Linked DNA regions of Sus scrofa: region 1 is linked to region 2. A link is a contact called in public HiChIP or PLAC-seq data. All regions are on one chromosome and are shown on one strand. Each heading gives the region's core, a stretch centred on a gene start, on an enhancer-like site or on the middle of the called end of the contact. The rest is flanking DNA. Distances are from core to core; before and after follow the strand shown. Region 1 holds the start of RPL14 (ribosomal protein L14). Region 2 holds the start of EIF1B (eukaryotic translation initiation factor 1B).

The links. HiChIP or PLAC-seq counts read pairs in DNA pulled down with a chosen protein or histone mark.
Region 1: a contact with region 2 is called in an H3K27ac HiChIP or PLAC-seq map of alveolar macrophages. The contact joins the promoter of RPL14 here to the promoter of EIF1B in region 2. A contact is called at or near these places in 1 of 5 promoter capture datasets (liver), 1 of 47 Hi-C or Micro-C datasets (liver) and 2 of 2 datasets of contacts at active chromatin or transcription factors (alveolar macrophages and skeletal muscle).

The regions. Positions count from the first base shown.
Region 1 is chr13:24,693,449-24,697,128 of Sscrofa11.1, forward strand. It overlaps RPL14 (ribosomal protein L14), which reads left to right and starts at 1,761. Exons shown (of 6, transcript NM_001097478.1): 1 at 1,761-1,779; 2 at 2,269-2,370; 3 at 2,969-3,063. The coding sequence starts at 1,777.
Region 2 is chr13:24,572,785-24,576,454 of Sscrofa11.1, forward strand. EIF1B (eukaryotic translation initiation factor 1B) reads left to right here and starts at 2,399. Exons shown (of 4, transcript NM_001001635.1): 1 at 2,399-2,429; 2 at 3,366-3,529. The coding sequence starts at 2,399. All of the region lies in intron 2 of LOC110256427 (a long non-coding RNA gene), which reads right to left.

The DNA.
Region 1 (3,680 bases), core at 511-3,010, 120 kb after region 2:
TGTATTTTATTTTAACTTATTGCATTAGGCACATTTATCATATTAAATGACTTCAATTAATATCTAAAAGGGTGAGATGCATTAATAATTATGAATAGTGATCATAATAGACACATAACTAAAGTAACCAATAAACACAATCCTAAGAACAAAATAGGTGGGCTCTTGGAGTTCCTGCTGTGGTGTAGTGGGTTGAGGATCCAGTGCTGCTACAGCTGCAGCATAGATTGCAGCTATGGCTCAGATTCAATCCCTGGCTCAGGAACTTCCATATTAAATGCAGCCAAAAAAAGGGGAAAAAAAAAAAGTCAGGACAGTTGGGCTCTGAACTTCCTCAAAGTTTCCTTCTTTTGCTTTATTTAATCAATTAAACAATTTACAATTATTACCATACTTAAGTATTTCATGGTGAGTCAGTTGGTAGTATTAAAAGTAAGCTATTCAAAGAAGGAAGAAAAGAGATGAGGTTGCCAGGAATGGAAGATTATAAATCAGGTCCTAATTTTAGATATTCTCTGCTTTTGGTTCTGATTCCACCCTCACAGATATACAGAGCAGAACCAAAAATGGGAGAAAACATTTTAAGCAATCTTTTTTTTTTTTTCTTCCAGTCTATTCACCCTTAATTAGAGAATCACTGAACTAGACCCAGTACTACTAGGTATAAAATAAACTACAAAGGTACTTACTACAACAACTTTTTTACTTAAAAATTTTTTGGCCAGTCAGGAGGCAGGAGGAAGTTTCCCTGTCAGGGATCAAACCGTGCCACAGTAGTGACAAACCAGACACTGGCCACCTGGAAACTCCCGTATAAGCCTATATTTTTATTTATTTATTTAAATTTTTTTATTTTTATTTTTTATCTTTTTATGGCCCCACCCACAGCATATGGAGGTTCCCTGACTAGGGGTCGAATGGGAGCTACAGCTGCTGGCCTATGCCACAGCCACTCTGGATCTGAGCCACCTGCGCAACCTATACCACAGCTCACAGCAACGCCAGATCCTTAACCCACTGATCAAGGCTAGGGATCAAACCTGCATCCTCATGGATCCTAGTCAGGTTCGTTAACCGCTGAGCCAGGAAGGGAACTCCTCAAACATTATACCAACTATATAAAACAATGTCATTGTTTTTAGGATACAGCACAATTAGAATAAATCTTTCTTTATCTCACAATTAGAGATAAAGAAATATCGTGTGTACAGTTTCCTTTCAAATGTTCAGAAAAGAATGATAAAGCAACTTTAGTGTTACATTTGGAGAGGGTAAGAAATGTTTTGGGAATTGTGCTAGTTTCGCAACTTTTCCGTAGATCTGAATTATTTTAAAACGGAAAGTTAATAAAATTACGGGGGTCACTTAGAAAAAACTACTACTAACTAGGCCATTAGTAATAGACAAAAATCGGGAGAGTACTGAGTAGTGGAAGGAAAGAGAAAAACGTTAAAAGAGGAGGTTGAAAGGATGCAGAGTCACAATGGGAAGCATATCTTCTGTATTCTTCTTTACCCTGAAGTTCTAGAAGACGACTTTCCTGTAGATCTTCTGTGGTACCAACTGAGGCAATCCTACCCCTCACGTTTGCAAAAGACCGGGTCGGCTCTGCTGAGCTCCGCCACGTTTTCCCAGTGACCCTGCGTGTGCGTACGTGCGTACGTTCCGACCAATCGGTGCACACATCGGCGTCTTGTTCACCGTAGGGGCGGGGCGGCCTGCTACACATGCGCACGGTCGGGCAGGCCTTCTTCCTTCTCGCCGAACGCCGCCAACATGGTGAGTATCGCTGGCGCGGGCTCCGGGTCTGCTGGTCATACAGCCTCAGCCCCGCCTGGGCTGGGAAGCGGAGGCGCGGAACGGTGCCTTGCGGGTTTTAGGTAGCGAGCGGTGAGGGTCCCAGGGCGGACGGAACTCGCAGTTTGGAAGCTTTCCGGGTGTGCGACCGACGAGCGCGTGGAGGGCCCGGCAGGCCCTGCGCCTTTTGGGACACGCGTGCGCTCTTCGGCCGACTGAGCTGGACCTCTGGGGCGGCTGGGATCCTGGCTAGGGCAGGCATTTGGGCCTTGCAGACCCCATAGACCTGGCTTTTGCCGTCACTCCTGCGGATTTTGTCCATCCAGGACTACCGTAGCGTTTGGGTGTGTTCCCCCTCACCATTCTTTCTCGCGGTTCTTAGCCATGTTGCCTTTCAAAGCGGTAAAGCTTTGCAAACCAGAGAGTATTTTTAGTCGATCTGCTGTTCCTTTTCCCACTTCTCAATTTTAGGTGTTCAGGCGCTTCGTGGAGGTTGGCCGAGTGGCCTACGTCTCCTTTGGACCTCATGCCGGCAAGCTGGTCGCAATTGTAGATGTTATTGATCAGAACAGGGTAAGTGTAAAGAAAAGTGTCGCGACTTCATATGGCAATGGATGGTATGCAGTGTAGATTATAATGGTAATTGTCCCAATAGCCCACTGAGGTAGGAATATTACGGGTGGTAATTGCGTTTTATAAAAAAGGAAACAATGCAAATAGGGGTTAGGAGCACATACTGGAATTGGCAAGTACTAAGGCATTTTGAGTATTATTTCTGCTCCTTAAACCAGCCAGAGTTTTTAACTAATTATATGCTAAAACATTGGTGATGCTTAAATTAGTTGTTATATGTAATGCGAGTTTAGAACAAAGTTAAGCACATAGGAAGAGCTTTGTTTGCTGTTGTCAGTATTTGAGAATCATATATTAAGGGATTGACCAGAAGCTGAATGATCATGGAGTTGCTGGGAACGTGCAAGGATTAAAAACTTAAAATTGTATGTAGGGTTATATGCTGTACTACAATTGCTGATAGTTTTATTTATTTGTGAAAAGCACTTAAATAGTAAGGATGTGATGATTCTGAAAGGATTAGTGATACACAAAATGTTTGCATTTTGAATGCTGGTAACAGTTTTACACTGATGTCCTTGGTCTTATGTATTTTTAGGCTTTAGTGGATGGACCTTGCACTCAAGTAAGGAGACAGGCTATGCCTTTCAAATGCATGCAGCTCACCGACTTCATCCTCAAGTTCCCACACAGGTAACTGTCCACCAACCATCACCCCTACCCTTGTTTAATTAATACTAGTAAAAGTTTGCTTGGCTTAATCCAAAGAAATGTTTTTGCTGTTTTGTTGTTTTTCTCTTGAGAATATATTTAGCAGTGTGAGAGAAAAATTTAGAGGAGAGATTTACAGTGTAGATGTAGACAGGCATTTTTAAAATGTCCTGTGATCTGGTAGTTCAGTGGCTCTTCTTTTATCCAGATTTCCCATCCTTTTTCTTTGTCTCCCTTTTAGGATTTACACCACAAAGAACTCCCCACAGAATTCTGGTTTCATGACATATTTTGTTCAATTCAGCTTCAAAACAAAATACTAATATTTGTCTCTTCAAGTGCAATCATCAGTCGAGTTCTTTAGTATGTGCCAGTTGTTAAATATTTAAAATGTTTAAGGTCTTCCCTTCTTGGCACAGTGGAAACAAATCCCACCACGAACCATGAGGTTGTGGATTCAATCCCTGGCCTCCTTGGTGGGTTAAGGATCCAGTGTTGCTGTGAGCTGTGGTGTAGGTCACAGACTTGACTCGGATCTGAGGTTTCTGTGGCTGTGGTGTAGGCCGGCAGCTGTAGTTACAATTGGACCCTTAGCCTGG
Region 2 (3,670 bases), core at 1,149-3,648:
GGGGAGTTTTCCAGGTTATAATTACAAATGCATCTGACCTATATTCGTAGTTGGCTTTGATTGAAGATTTCTGAGCTCCTGGGAGTTTCTGAAGCAAATACTAGGTATAAGAAAGTATAAGATCTTCTGACAAGGGTAATGACCATGCAAACCCCAAGATTTTGGATCTTTCTTAGCTTCTCTGTGGCTTTTTTTTTTTCCCCTTGACTGGACCATCCTTGGCTCCTTCTAAGAAACAACATAATATAAAATGGTTTGGGACATCTGCTAAGAAAGAAGAAAACAAACACATTTGTTTATTCTGAACTTCATCCAGAGAGTATTAAAAATGACCTTAAAGTGTGCTAATAAAGGTACAAAGTCAAAGGGCAGAAACACTGCAGGTGTAATCAACAAATGAACAACAAAATTTTGATTCTCGTTTTAGAACCAGCTCTAAAATTTTACACTTTAGTTTGGATAATAAAAGTGTTGTTCATTTAAATCATGAGTAAAAGACCAAAAATGGATTTAGATACCTGAGAATTGAGAATTTGATGTTTTTAGACAAATTATTTAACCTGTAAAAGCCTCCATTTCTACCTGAGTATAGAGTAACAACTACATCAAAGAATGGCTACAAAGATTAATAATATTATGTATAAAGCTTACAACCAGCTAATAGTATGCATTCAATAAATGGTACTATCGTTATAGTTGATCACAAAAGATTATTAAATTCAAGTATTCCTAACCTGGGGTCTGCAGATTCTTGGTCCATGGCTAAAACTGCGGGGGGTGGGAGGGGAAGGGATTCCTAAAATTGGATGGGAAAAAAGACTACCTACATTTTCACTAATCTCTCGCCAAAATCTAGCTTTTTTTTCCATTATGAATGCTGTTAACATCCCAGAATTATCTGAAGGATGTTCAACTTGGCACCAATAGAAGCTACAGATATTTTTATATTACACTTCTGATGCTACAGACATCTCAAAGTATCTTTTCCTTGGCACCTTTTTGAAATTCCAGCTGTTGTTAGACCTGCTATTAGATCTTGTTAATTAATGCATTAGTAAAGAAGTAATACTATGTTATCAATGTACTGTTTTTAACTTTAATGTAATAGGTTTCCTTTGTAATCCTACATGTTTTATTTCTTAAAGCATGATTCTGAGGGGTCTATAAACTTTCACAAGTCTGCCATGGCACAAACAAGGTTAAGAATCCCTAACTTTTTAGTCCATATTTGCTTTCAGAAAATCAACCAAGTTTGACAATTGACCACCTGCCTGGGTGAGCCTATTCTCATGGCCTCAGGTTTGTTTTTCTGTGTATAGTTTGTTAGGGAGATATTACAGTTCTGGTACCTATCAGTTAACCTTCCTGTTCTGTGTTCAAGTTGTCAAGCTGGTTTTCTGGTATGTTCCATGGAGCTCGGGGATATACTTGGGCCCCCACTGAAGCTAGGCAGTGGTTCTTAACTGCGGTCCCAGACCAGTAGCATGAGCATCGCCTGGCAGCTTGCTGGATTTGCAAATTCTAGGGTCATGCCCCAGACGTCCTGAAACAAGCCCTGGGGAAATGCCCACTGGAGTTTGAGAATCACCGCGCTAGGCAATCTGAGGGCGGTCCAATCCTGAGCGAGAGACTCTCATATCGACTTTTCAGAGGGACTTACAGAGCTCCTGCAACCGAGCGAGGCAGGAGGTGGGGAGGTAGGGGAGGTGCTGAGGGGCTGCCATCGAATCGAAAGCCGGGGCTACGAGCCTTGTTTTGGTCCTCTAACCCAGATTTTACTTACATTACACGGGGCCTCGAGGGTGACTGATGATCATCGCCCCCCTCAGCACCAAACCCTCTGCGCAGGCACTGTACGGCCAAAGAAGGGGACTCAAGGGAGAACCTGCGAGCGCCCCACGAAAACTGCTCTAGACCTGCAGGTTCGGGCCAGTTGGGTCTGCAGCCCGCTGGACCTCTCCCAGCCCCACCGCCTGGAGCTGGGGAGCGCACTCCCTGCTGGGAATTGAGGTCCCGTAAGCCTGCTCGCCCCGAGCTTTCCGGGGTCTCTCGCGTTATGAAAACTACAAGTCCCAGAGCGTCTGGCGCGGGAGGGTCACGTGTGGGGCGGCGGGCGCGGCTAAATAGTGTCCGTCCGCCATTTTGTGGGAGAAGCCGCAGCGCCGCCTCTTCTCTCGCGTTCTCGCATCCGTCGCCGCCGCCTCTTCCTCCGCCTCCTACTTCGCCTCTTCCTGCCTCCTCCCGGCTTCCGCCGCCGCCGCTCCAGCCGCATCCCTACCTCGGGGCGAAGCGTCTCCTTATTTATTTCCGTTTTCTCGCCACTCCAGCCTCCTGACACGGTGATCCGGGCGGGCCCCGCAGGAATTTTATCCCTTCACCGGCCTCACACTAGTATCGCATGTCCACTATCCAGAACCTCCAATCTTTCGGTAAGATCGGGCCCCTCACATTCCCCGCGCGCCTCTCGGCCAGCCGGCCGCCCCTGCCTGTCCCCACCAGGGCCGCTTGCCGGCCCCCCTGGCCCAGAGGGCCCCCAACTGCCCTCCCCGCACCCCGAGTGGGGCTTTGTCTCGGCGCCCGAAAGATGGCGACGGGCCCCTGGCGACCCCCTCCCGGAGGACGGCCCCGGACCCCGTCCCCGAGCCCCGGCCTCGGGCCCCGTGCCGCCCTCTGGCCTGCCCCTAGATTTGTCTGCTCCTCGCTTCTGCCCTCTGCCACCTCTTCAACCCCGATCCGCCTGCAGATCTGCCCCTGCTGCTCTCCGGGGGGAGGCTGGCCCGGAGCTGGGGGATCGGCGCCCATTAGCGGTCGGGACTGTTTGCGAGCGACTCTCGGGGGCGTTTAGTAACAGACGCGGATCAGGCCGCTCATCTGTCACAGGGCAGTGGCCCAGTCTTCTCCGCTCCCGTAGTAATTTGTAAAATTACTCTTGATTGCTGTATATATATCTTTCTTACTTTTTTCGAGGCAGAGTTACGGTTAAATGATTGGAGTGGCATCTGTGAATGTTTCTGTTGTCATCAGAATAGTCGAGATGACGCACATTTTTATAGTGGTTATAAAACTATAAAATCTCTTTTCTCTCATTAGAGGATTTTATTCAACAATAACATTATCTACCTGTAACAACGTTTTTCTGTTCGGGTATCAGTGGACATACGTGTTTAAAATCTCTTTGTGAGAGTACCTTGGAGATTTTATTAATTTTTACCCTTACCACCCCCCCCCATCCTCACCTGCAGAAAAAAAAGCAGAGGCACCAGAACCTTCTTCGCAGAGTGCCTAGATGGTAGCGTACCACCTCTCTGGAGATTACTAACTAAAAGATATTTTCCTGCTTTGGATTTTTTTGTATCCTTTTGCAGACCCCTTTGCTGATGCAACTAAGGGTGACGACTTACTCCCGGCAGGGACTGAGGATTACATTCATATAAGAATCCAGCAACGGAACGGCAGGAAGACACTGACTACTGTTCAGGGCATTGCAGATGATTATGACAAAAAGAAACTTGTGAAAGCTTTCAAAAAGGTAAAGGTGTTAGGAGGAAGAGACTAAAATGTAGTTATTGATGCACACCTCTAAATAGGATTACGTTTCACACGTATACTTGACTGTCAATGTGGGTGAAAATGATTAGATCCAAGAAAACTGTTCATGCTCCTAATTAAC